Regions from separate parts of the Sus scrofa genome. Here regions 2 and 3 are each linked to region 1. The links are chromatin contacts, called in public Hi-C and HiChIP or PLAC-seq maps. All regions are on one chromosome and are shown on one strand. Each heading gives the region's core, a stretch centred on a gene start, on an enhancer-like site or on the middle of the called end of the contact. The rest is flanking DNA. Distances are from core to core; before and after follow the strand shown. Region 1 overlaps CDH13 (cadherin 13, H-cadherin (heart)). Region 2 overlaps CDH13 (cadherin 13, H-cadherin (heart)). Region 3 overlaps CDH13 (cadherin 13, H-cadherin (heart)).

Evidence for each region. A called contact is a pair of places that touch in the nucleus more often than the background predicts. HiChIP or PLAC-seq counts read pairs in DNA pulled down with a chosen protein or histone mark.
Region 2: a contact with region 1 is called in a Hi-C map of skeletal muscle, with 2.9 times the contacts expected there. The contact joins two enhancer-like sites. A contact is called at or near these places in 1 of 47 Hi-C or Micro-C datasets (skeletal muscle) and 1 of 2 datasets of contacts at active chromatin or transcription factors (skeletal muscle).
Region 3: a contact with region 1 is called in an H3K27ac HiChIP or PLAC-seq map of skeletal muscle. The contact joins two enhancer-like sites. A contact is called at or near these places in 1 of 47 Hi-C or Micro-C datasets (embryonic fibroblasts) and 1 of 2 datasets of contacts at active chromatin or transcription factors (skeletal muscle).

Annotation. Positions count from the first base shown.
Region 1 is chr6:5,810,887-5,814,729 of Sscrofa11.1, reverse strand. All of the region lies in intron 1 of CDH13 (cadherin 13, H-cadherin (heart)), which reads left to right. Among named protein-coding and RNA genes, the nearest start is that of CDH13, 19 kb to the left of the region's middle. Within about 2 kb of position 1,644, at least 3 of the 83 cell types and tissues checked have an H3K27ac peak or open chromatin away from gene starts, as enhancers often do. A contact at or near this core is called in skeletal muscle, where this site is marked.
Region 2 is chr6:5,620,299-5,624,141 of Sscrofa11.1, reverse strand. The region is part of intron 1 of CDH13 (cadherin 13, H-cadherin (heart)); the gene reads left to right. Among named protein-coding and RNA genes, the nearest start is that of CDH13, 210 kb to the left of the region's middle. Within about 2 kb of position 1,796, at least 3 of the 83 cell types and tissues checked have an H3K27ac peak or open chromatin away from gene starts, as enhancers often do. A contact at or near this core is called in skeletal muscle, where this site is marked.
Region 3 is chr6:5,643,008-5,646,850 of Sscrofa11.1, reverse strand. All of the region lies in intron 1 of CDH13 (cadherin 13, H-cadherin (heart)), which reads left to right. Among named protein-coding and RNA genes, the nearest start is that of CDH13, 190 kb to the left of the region's middle. Within about 2 kb of position 1,695, at least 1 of the 83 cell types and tissues checked has an H3K27ac peak or open chromatin away from gene starts, as enhancers often do. A contact at or near this core is called in skeletal muscle, where this site is marked.

The sequences.
Region 1 (3,843 bases), core at 395-2,894:
CACATGTATATACACACTTGACATATATGTATATACACGTAAATACATGTATATTCAAATATGCCTTACTTATTACATTTACTAAGCAGTAGTCACTGTTGGCATCTTCTAAATTCTAAGTTCTGTCATGGCATTAAGTATTCCAAGGTGAACCAAACAGACCCAGATGTTGCAGATGCTGATGTTGAGGAGATTACAGGCCTGGGGGAAGAATAATAAAATGACAGTGACACTTCTGGGTCCATAAGAAGAGCCCAGTGCCAGCTAAATCTGCAGCCATTGTGCCCTTGTGAATTTGTGCTGATCCATCTGATATCTGCCCATGATTCTTACTTGTGAAGTTTAGTCTACACCTGTGGTTCTCAGCTGGGGACCACTGTAGCTTCCAAGAGTCACGTGGGGAGGTCTGGGACATGTTTGGTTGTTACAGATAGGGGAGGGGATGCCTCAGGCATCTAGTGGATAGAGGGCAGGGAGGTTGTTCAATATTCTACAATGCACAGAACAGCCCCCTACCCTACAGGCTTACGCTGACTCAAATGTCAGTACTATGAGGTGAGAAAACCTGGTCTAAATGCAGAGTTTCATACTCTCCCAACACACTCAGAAGTTTTTATCTCTACCCCATCTCATTATTACTGGAAGCCAGAATGCAGTCTTGGGTCTATGAAAAAATAACTGGTAGCAAGCTACCAGACATGTATAATTTTTCAAAAGGTGAAACCATGACTGTGGGTAAAATATAACCATAATTTATTAATTTTTGAGGAAACTAGTAAGATCCAGTGATGGCTTCAGAAGGTCATTAGGAAGCTAGGGTAGTTACGAGGAATTTAGCACTGAAATGTTAGGAAGAGATCGTTGAGATAAAGAACTAGTTAATGTGCAGCATGCCTAAATCTTGGGATTATCTGTTATGTTAGACAGAAATTATTTGCATGCTCCTTGGACAAAAAAATTGACAAGTGACTGGCAACTACTCTAAGTCTGGAGCTTTCAATCCAGAGAAAACAATGGGATACACTATGAAACCACTCCTAACGTCTTCCCATGGCCTTTGTCCCTGAATGATATTCACAGAATTGCCATCAGTCATTTTGGCCTAGTTTGCAAGCTTTGGATAATTTTTTCTGATGCCTAAAACACATGACATTTAATTTACTAGTGAAGAAATGGTCTGTGAAATGTGAGGCGAAGAAATGGAGGTCAGCTGGGGGCTAGAACACGGTGGGAGGAGGGGTTACAGGAGGTCAAGTTGGTCGTACGCGTAGATGTCATTCATCACCTGCTTGGAGGACGCATGCTCTGCGCCGGTTGCTTTCGTTCAACAATCTTAGGAGGTCTTACCATTGTCCCCATCTACACAGGAGGAAACTGAGTCAGAGGGAGAGTTAGGAAGGTCGGTGGTGGACATGGGCTAAGAAGAAAATAGTGCGAGATCAAGACCAAGGCGGGAGACGTAGAATTTAGCCAGCCAGGGAAGGAGAAGGGACGCGCAGTCCAGATTTGAGGTAGAAATACTCATCGCATGTTTGGGGGCCTCAAGAGGGTTGTTCTGGGTGACAGTGAATGTGAACACAGTGTGAAATTGGATCAGTGCTACAGGAATGGCAGCTATTAATAGGATCAGTGTTATTTTAACCAAAGGATCCTACTATCTATAGGGCGGTGCCTGGCAGTACACCATGTGGGTTAAGAGTTCAGGCCTTGGGGGAAGGTGGAATGACGCCACTGCAGAGCTTTGCAGCCATGGCCAAGTTGCTTAATCTCTCTGTGCCTCAGTGGCCAGGCCTCTGGAGGCAGGGCAAAGACGTCTGTCTGATACGACATGGATATGGATTCAAGACAACAAGCAAACCATGAGGTCTTGCAAAATGGAAGTTGGATCTCCGAGGAGGTGCACAGACAGGATTTAGCAGACCATGGTTGTTGCTTGTTTGTAAGTGTCACAGTCTCAGTCTGAGTTCCCTCAAAGTGGATTCTAAGCAGAGAGTTTGAGTGCAGTTCAGTTATTGGGAGGTAATCCGTGGGGAGGAGAGGGCTTACAGTCAATGTCAAAGGTCTGTCATTCAGCCCCTTGCCAGTGCAGGTGCTCAGGGACCATTGGGAGCCAGTGTGGAATACCTCAGAGTTATTCCACCTGAGGGGCATGGGAGCTTCACACTTTATGCCACAAACCTGGGTGGGCATTATTTTGGGCCTTCCCCAGGTGGCATGGGTTTTGAGAACTACTGAATTGCTGAGTGTGGACTCTGGTCCCAGAGAAAGCCCTCAGAAGGAGGTATAGATTCTTGCCGTGGAAGTTGGGTCAACCCTGTACTGAAAAGCGAGAAGGGATATAGGCCTGGGGTGGGAAGCCTTCAGCATCTGCTGTATTAGTAACAAAAGGCATAAAAACAGTAATACCCTTTGGGCCAGTCATCTACATCTGAGAAGTTAAAGAAACAGAGCTAAATACAGAAAGAGATGTACAGAAATTTTTTGAATTATACGTGATAGAACAAATTGGAAATAATAACAGTAGCCAGCATTTACTGAGTGTTTGCCATGTGCCTGGCTCTCCAAAGTGCTTGAAAAATAAGTTAAATTTCTAGTAAATGGAAACTGGTTAAGCAACTTAATGATATATTACACAGGCATGAAAAAGAGGGAGATTATGAAGAAGGTGATGACATGGTTACGTGACTCAATGGAATATTACACAGGCATGAAAGAGGGAGGCTATGAGGACAGTGATGACATGGAAAATTCATATAAGTGAAAAAATGAATTCTGAAACAGAAGGATGGCTTTGGATTAGGATTCTTACTAAACAACAAAAAAAGGTTCTGTATATGGAAAATGGGGGTGGCTTCTGAGGCTATTTTTCAAAATGTGAACTGCAATTTTGTTTGTGTTATGGGTTTCTGAGTGATTTTTTTCCCCTCTATTTTACAAATCTCCATTGATGTGTGTATATTACATTTATAATGAAAAATATAATGAATTTGAAAAAGAAGATAAAAATTGAAGAAAAAGTAGGCGATGGAGATCCTGGAGGTTTTGAAGAGGGAATAACATAATGGAAAATAACATTTCAGAGAATTTCATCTGGGGGTGGAGTGGAAGATGGATTGGGTCCAGGAAAAACCCAAGGCAAGAAGTCCAGCTTATGAGCTAAAAAGGTCAAAGATGTGTGGAAAAGAGAGGGCCAGTTTTAGAGGCTTGGTGGTGAATGGCTGATGGGTAAGAAATAAAAAAGTGCCAGAAATAATCCCAAGATTTTAAATTGGACTGAGTGGGAGAAAATTAGCAGTTGAGCCATAACTAAAGGTTGAGCACCCACTTAAGCCAGGTTTCCTTACATCTGGTGCCTTGTTTAAACCTAACAGTAGTGCTATAAGCTATGTTCCTGATGTTTCTGCTTCACAAGGGAAGTAATAGAAGATCAGAGAAGTAAAAGCATTTGTCCAAGTTTACAGAGAATCCGAGCTTAGATAATTGTCATGTGAACTGGATGGATGGATGGATGATGGACAAATGGATGGTAACCACATAAGGGGGATGAAATACAGGGTGTTATAATGTCAAAGTAGGAAATAGGGGATTTCAAGAAGGAACTTGCAGATATCTTAGAAGGTAAAGAAGGCAGGGCTGAGGAAAGTGCTAGATTCTGCCAGAAGAAGGACAGTGGTTCTCTTCTTCTTCTTCTTCTTTTTTTTTTTTTTTTTGTTTTTTTGTTTTTTTGTTTTTCTCTCTTTTTAGGGCTGCACCCATGGCATATGGAGGTTCCCAGGCTAGGGGTCTAATTGGAGCTACAGGTGCCAGCCTACGCCACAGCCACAGCAACGCAGGATCTGAGCT
Region 2 (3,843 bases), core at 547-3,046, 190 kb after region 1:
GTGTCCGGTGGGGCCTGTGGTCATCACATCGGCAGGCACTGCTGTGCTTCAGCTTATTCACCCTTAGAACCAAGTCTGTAGCTGAGGTCTGACTATCTAGAGAGACGCTCGTGTAGTCGGCCAGCCTAGTGTGGGGACCTTACATATGATCATATTTTACATGGTATAATTTGTGAATAAAATCACTTCTCCAAGTTTTACTACCAGGAAGATATACTGACTTTTCCATTAGAAGATTCAAACTTACTTTGAAAGAGTAGTAGGATTTGCAGAAACTTTGACTATTGCATTAATCCAGCTTGAACGGAAAATATCCCAAGAACTGATTTCATGAAACTTCAGGTAATTGAACTTTGGGACTCAAATAAGATGTGAGAAAAAAAATATAAGGTCCTTTTCAAACTATTTCCACTCAGATGTTTCTTTTCTTCTCAGTCCCAAACCCGATGCAGAGTTGCCCGATGGGGACTAGAGACTGGCTCATCTACACCTAAACGTGATGCTGTAATGATCATGAGGGAGTTTGCCACTTAGTGTGTGTAGATCTAGATATGCTTTTTTTGTTTGTTTTTGGTGAGAAGCAGGTGGGAGACGCCTCCTGCTCATTGCAGAGGTTGGAGAGGAGGTGATCATTTGACACTGCCGTGAGCCTGAGGGAGGGGAAGGCCTCAGTCTTTGGAAACCAGCAATAAGCCACTTTTATTACCCTGTAGTGTCTGTACCCTTGAACAAGAGGGCTAAGAGGAGGGCCTGGTGCTCTGAAAAAATGTGAACTTGAGTAACAGGCCAGGCTGATGCAGCTCCCTGGAACAGAGATGATAGTAAATATGGAGGCGCTTTCACGAGGAGAATATTGGAGACTTTTTTATGGTGGCTGTAGTTTCACTGCAACACAGGTGACTCCTCTGCAACCCATTCAAGGGAGACCTTTTCTCAAGGAATATTAGTGGATGAAGAATGGAAAGCTCAGGTTCTCGGGGAGCCCAGGAAAGTAACGGAAAAGAATAAATAGGCCTGGGCATATGGAAAGCGCATCTAAGACATGAATGCAAACCAAAAATCACTTTTAAATTTAATTTAGGAAAAGTAAGAGCACAACTGGGAAAACAAAAGGCAGATGAAGTTCTGCCCATCAGGAGGCTATCCTTCCCCCGCGTGGAGTGTTGTTCTGTCTGACTCCAATCCCAGGGCTGTGTCAAACCCAGGTACTTAACGAAAATCCTTGATATTTAAGTGTTAGCAATTAATCCATGAACTAAAGGCCATTAACAAATATAGTGGCCATGTGGGGCCTGCTGGCCGTCATAATCTGCACCCTCTCTGTTAGAGCTCATTTGTCCTTGAACTAAGTCTGTAGGTGATGTTTGCGTAACAAGGGAGACACTACTCTGGCCGCCATGTCTGTGCCCTGACCATGTCTGTGTCCTGACTATAGACAAACTTTCAAGGTCAAATTGATTATCCTCCAGCTTAGCCAAGCAGCAGCTCCCTAATTATGTCAGAAGACAGGATGATCTCTGATCATTTGAGCTAGGATTCTGGATAAAAGATCAAAAGCAATATTTAAATAACACATGGTCATGAATCAAGGATTCATTGTATCTTCTCTTCCTGTAAAATCAAACTGTGGTGGGCCATTTTGCTCTATTAGTTAGGGTTTTCCAGGCCATTTTAATTCATGTGTAATGTAAGCCCATCCTTGACTATAAAATGTCACCTTGGTGTCATGATGGTTCATGTTGTAAAGGCCCTGCCAAAATCCAGGCAAGTCCAGGCAAGTTCTTGGCCCCAGTGACCCATGATCCGGAACTGGCACACCCAGTGCTGGGCTGGAGCTGCTCAGCTCATAAGAGCCAACTGTGCATGTCTCTTCCCACCTCTGCGTCCAGGGACTTCATGTTGGTAGCTCCAAATAGGCCATGGTGGGAGTATTAACACCATGGAAAGTGGCAAACAGTGCACATCAAGGCCTTTCTTTCTTGGGGAGCTGGCTGTTGAGCACTTACCAGGATTCCCCTCGGTGTTCCTCATCGCTGGAAGGCCCCCCCTCTTTCTCCCTTGAAACCTGAGACCCCGTTGTCTTCCACTTAGACATTATATTACTGTATTGGTTGCCACTCTGGAAATACAGAGCAGAAAAAAGTTGCATCTTAGATTATTTTCTAGTTCCGATCTTCTCAAGAATTCTTGCCTTTTAAAAAAATAAAGTTGTTTTCAAAGATGTTAGGAATTTTTTCATCATTGGGAATTCTTTCATGTTTTCCACTTGAGACGTCTGAGTCCTAGTGAGTAGCAGCTCTGAAGAGGGAGTTCAGGGATGATGGTATTTCCAGTCCTTCCTTCTGTGCATCTTCTGTTTAAAACATAAAGATAAATAAGCAACAACCAAATTGATGTCTAGGACAGTGGTTTCCTAGTGACTTTATTCCCACCCCATACCCCAACGCTGAGTTCTGTTCTTTTTTTTTTTTTAATTTTTCTACTATGTTATACTCCATTCTTATAGTTGTGTTTTGTAAAGTATGTATCTACATATTAATCCTTCCTTTTTTTAATTTTTTTTATTTTGTCCTTTTTCCTTTTAGGGCCACACCCGCGGCATATGGAGGCTTCAATCCTTCCTATTGTACTCTGAGTTCCTAAAACAGGGGCTTTGTTTCACTCATTTTTGTCTGTCTTAGTATTGACGCATAATAAGCACTCAATAAAAGTTACTTATCAATGAATGAGTCCTTGGGAATATGGTTAACTGGCATGTAAGGAACAGTCATTGTAATTCATTCAGACTCAGGCAGGTGAGAATTTGGAGAAACTTTTCTTACTGTACCTTAATTAGTCAGTTCGATTTTAAAGAAAGATGCATATTATAGTCTATGCCAATGGAGGCTATGAGGGGTTCTGCTTAACACCCAAATTCCTTGACTGACACCAGTTTTTGCTGGGTTTATTTCTTTTCTTCTGGAACTTTTCAAAGTGAGAAACTTTAGAAGAAAAAAATAATTTAATAAGATAGACATTAAGTTCAATAGAAGAATTTTCCTGGTGTGAAAAAATAAATTACAAAAAGGACTTTGCCTCTGAAAGATAATTAATAAAAACCTTCCAGTGTGATGACACATCTGACATCTTGTCTAACGTCTGGTAGAGAAGAAAGTGTTGAGAGCTGCACGGTTAGAATAAAATGTTCCACTTCACAGCAAGGCCAGGCTGGATCTGATAATTATTTCTGAGCAAGAAAAGGTCAGAGTTAGTTGTTAAATTGACACAACAACCGGCCTAGATATGTAACTACTGACCATCAGTGGAGTCTCCGTTTTGATTTTTCTGATTTCAGGGAAATGTTGCCAGGAATGTGGGTGATTGTGGGGTGACGTTCTCTTGGAGATATAGATAGATAGATAGATAGATAGATAGATAGATAGATAGATAGATAGCTGTAGTTATTTCAGCTTTATTGAGGTGTAACTGATAAAATTCTAAGCACTTGAAAGAGTGACCTGACACACATGCACATTGGAAGGATCCCCGCCCCATCCAGTTGGTTAACACATCCATCATCTCACATACCTATCCCTTCTCTTTTTGTGCGTGAGAACATCTGAGTTCCACCCTCAGAGAGAACCGCCACCAAACGACATCTCTCTATTTTCCCCACACTCAAGCCTCCAAACAGTACTTTTCTATTCATTCTATGAGTTTGACTGTTGTTTTTTTTTTACATTCCACATATATGTGATACTATGCAGCGTTTGTCTTATTCCACTGTCTGGCTTATTCCACACAGCATAATGCCCTCTAGTTCCATCCAGATTGTGGAAAATGGCAGGTTTTCCTTCTTTGTTT
Region 3 (3,843 bases), core at 446-2,945, 170 kb after region 1:
ATGTGCCTAAAATGTTCAAAACAACTGGCTAAATACCCACAGAAAAGGGGGCATTTTACAAAGAAAGGCAGCTGTGGTATCCCAGATCTGGCCGAAGGCATCTTTCTGCTTCATGCAAGCAGTCTACGGCAGGTCTCTGAAGATGGCTCTCTCTCTCTCTGCCACTGCATTTGCATATTCATGCACTTGAACACAGAAAACAAGTCTGCTATTGGTGGTGTCCTAACTTTGACCAAGGAAGAAAACATGGTTAAAGGTGAAATGAGTTATGCTTTTAGAAAGCATTTGCAACGGCAGAAACTTCTCCCCTCTGAGCCCTTTCCAAGGATCAATAACACGAACTGCTGCCTTGCCAGGAGGTGCTGTCAAGGATTGTGTGGATATTCTCTCAGCAAAACCACTGGGCATGTGTGATTGTTCCTGTTTATTCACGACTAAAAAATATAAGATTGAGTTTTACGTGCGCACGCACACGAGAGAGAGAGAGAGAGAGAGAGAGAGAGAGAAAAGCATAGTCTTCACAGAAAATGGATAGGTTTCATTGTTTAGGGTGTTTTTATTACCACAAAGTCATCTCCTGATTGCTGGATGAGTAACCCCACCCCCACTACAAAAACAGTCAATTGATCTAAAGTATTCGGATAACGTATCTTATCTTGCTAAGCATGAAGGGAGCTTTCACTTAACTTTCCAGAAAAAGGAGACATTGAACCTTTGTAGCCCCCAGTCAGGAACAGTGATGCAGATTCAAGTCTCAAATGCTGGTTCCCAAGTCAACATGTTTTAGAGTTAATTAGTTTTTTGTGGGTTTTTTCTTTTTTTTTTTTTTTTGGTCTTTTTGTCTATTTTAGGGCTGCACCCGTGGCATATGGAGGTTCCCAGGCTAGGGGTTGAATTGGAGCTGCAGCCGCCAGCCTACACCACAGCCACAGCAATGCGGGATCCGAGCCACGTCTGCAACCTACACCACAGCTCACGGCAGCACCAGATCCTCAACCCACTGAGCAAGGCCAGGGATCAAACCCGAAACCTCAGGGTTCCTAGTTGGATTTGATAACCACTGCTCCACGACGGGAACTCCTAGAGTTAATCTGTGAGGAGCAATGTACCAAGGACTCATGAAGTCCTATTGCTTTCATGCTGCAAAAAGCTCCTAAACTCCCTGCCTCCCCCTGCTCCTCCTTCCTTTCTGTCCCAGAGCTGTCCCAAAGGGGCAAAGACCTTAACTCCTCAGCTGCCTCTTCCGTTTTCCCATCTCTAGCCACCTGGTGTTGGCAGGATTGCAGCCCAGAGACAGGGGCAAAGAGGGTCTATGCTTTCATGGGGGGCACTGAGCAGGCACCAGATAGCCCCGAATCGGGGGTGGAGGCACTAGCTCACGTCTCGTCTTGTTTTCTCTCTTCCCTTGTTCTTTTCTTCTTCCCTCAATACTTCTTGAGTGCCCTGGATGGACTAAGCACTTTGGAGGCCCCTGGAATACATCCCTGAACAAAAAGGGCAGAGATCTCTAGGCTTGTAGCACTGACATTCTAGCAAGAGAGACAGATGATACAAATGGTAAGAAAGTAAATTACAGAGTATATTAGAAGGTGACAAGTGCCATGGGAATAGCCAAAGTAGAACAGAATAAGGGGGCTGAAACGCTGGAGTAGTAGGAAGAGCAGCTGGCTCATGTTGAAAATGGCCTGAGAAATGTCACAGCAACAGGGTTCAGAAGAGGGCATGCTGCAGTTAGAGGGGCCAGAAGTCCATCCTAGCCCTGCCCGGTACATGCCATTTATGTGATGACTACGTCACCAGCTTCTCTCCGTTCTTTCATCTTTAAAACAGGGATAATTGTATCTGCCGTGGGGGGAGGGGAGGATTACATAAGGTGCTCTTGGGAATCTCACTGCTTTCTAACCGGGTTTCCTGCTTCTAGAACCACACTGCCATTATTCCTGGGGCCCTAGGAAGTAGAAAATAAGCCATTCATTTTTTTCAACAGGTGTTTTTTGATAATCTGCTTTGAGACAGGTCTGTGACAGGCACGGGAGATAGTAAGGGTGGACATTATATCAGGGTATCAGGGTAGCTTCCCTTTTTTTTTTTTTTTCTTCAACTTTTTAGGACCGCATCTGCAGCATATGGATGTTACCAGCCACAGCCACAGCCACAGCCATGGCAATGCGGGATCCGAGCCGTGTCTGTGACCTACACCACAGCTCATGGCAATGCCAGATCCTTAACCCACTGAGCGAGGCCAGGGATCCAACCCGCATCTTCATGAATCCTGATGGGATTCATTACCGCTGCGTCACAAGGGGAAACTCCCAGGGGTCCTTCCTAAAGGCATGTGAAGGCGTGAATGTGGTGTGAATGTGGGACTCACACTTTATCAGCCCGAGAGATTGGGGTCTGAAAAGGCATTCTTCAATAAGGATGTTATACTCATACCCCAGGTTTCCTGGGCATGGTCCTGAATATTGCACCTTTTTAATAGCCTGTGAGCACCTATCCTGGCTGCAGTCATAAGGTAGATTATCTTTATTCATTTGAAGAAGGCTGCCCCTTTTCTTGCAAAGTCTTTCCGAGTAAGTCCCTGGGACCTGCATTTACTGATGAGGGGTGAGCCTTATGACTTTTAGACCGAGATCTCCTCATTAGATAAAGTCATCAATTACTGTAGACACAATCTTTATTGGCAAGCTGGCAACTGCCTGCTGTCAGGGAGAAATGGGCTCCCATGGAAGGCTGCAAACTGATGACTATTTAATCCTTGAACTCCGACAGCAACGATATCAGTTGAAGGTCTGTAATGCATTCACCGTTCTCATCTGACATTTTCCTCACATCGTTATTTGTCTGGTTTTACTTTCAAATTCCCCATAGGATCATTGACATGAAATTCTGAGGGGAAATTTGGAACATTAATGACTGTTTAAAGCAAATGAGCAAGTGTCCTTTCCAAGAGGAAATTACCTTTATGGTGTTGGCATAAGGCTATTTTTTAAATTTACACTAATGAGGAGGCCACGAAAGGTAGATGACTGAATTTCCCAGGCTTGGAGTTGGTCCGTGAACTTGGCCTTGGGTGAGCTCTGTGTGGCCTCGCCAAGCTGGGTCTTGTGCAGGGGCCCCCTCTGCATGTCTCTGTTGAGAGCCTTGGCGAGGCAGGGCTGACACCAGGGTACAGCAGTGAGTGCAGACAGTCATGGAACTTGCTGTCTAGGAGGGAAGGAAGACCCTCCCCAAATAATACTGCTCCTAGATGTCTAAACTGAAAACATAAATAAGTGTCCTGAACGTGCAAAAACAATATTCTGGGGCCTTGAATAGCAGAGGAGGCTGACCCTGTTGGGGTTGGGGATGGTCATGTTGGGCTTCCCTAGAGAAGAAATACTTGCCCTGCCTCCTGAATGAAGTGGATGGTCTAGAGAGCCAAGTGGCCAAGTGGGAGGAATCATTTCAGGAGGAGGGAAGAAGCCGGGTTCCAGTGAGCCTCTGCTTCCTTCAGACCATCTGTGCCCCCTCAACTGGGGTTCACAGCACCAGTGGTGTGAGCAACATTTTTCACTGACTTGGCTCCCATCCACAAAACCAAAGGGCTTTTCTTTCATGATATCTCTAGCTCATGTTTGCTGAGTGCTTAGTCTGTCGCAGGCACTGGTTCAAGAACTTTACATAAATTAACTCGTTTGAACTTCTAGAGACATTAGCCTAACCCTGTGATTAGAAGAGAACACAGGTTATTCTTACAGTGATATTTGCAAATAAGCAAACCTTGAAGCATCCTGATTTTATCCAAAAGGCATTTGTTGAAGAAATAATGGAACTCCTGCACAGATGAGTGCTATGCAGCTC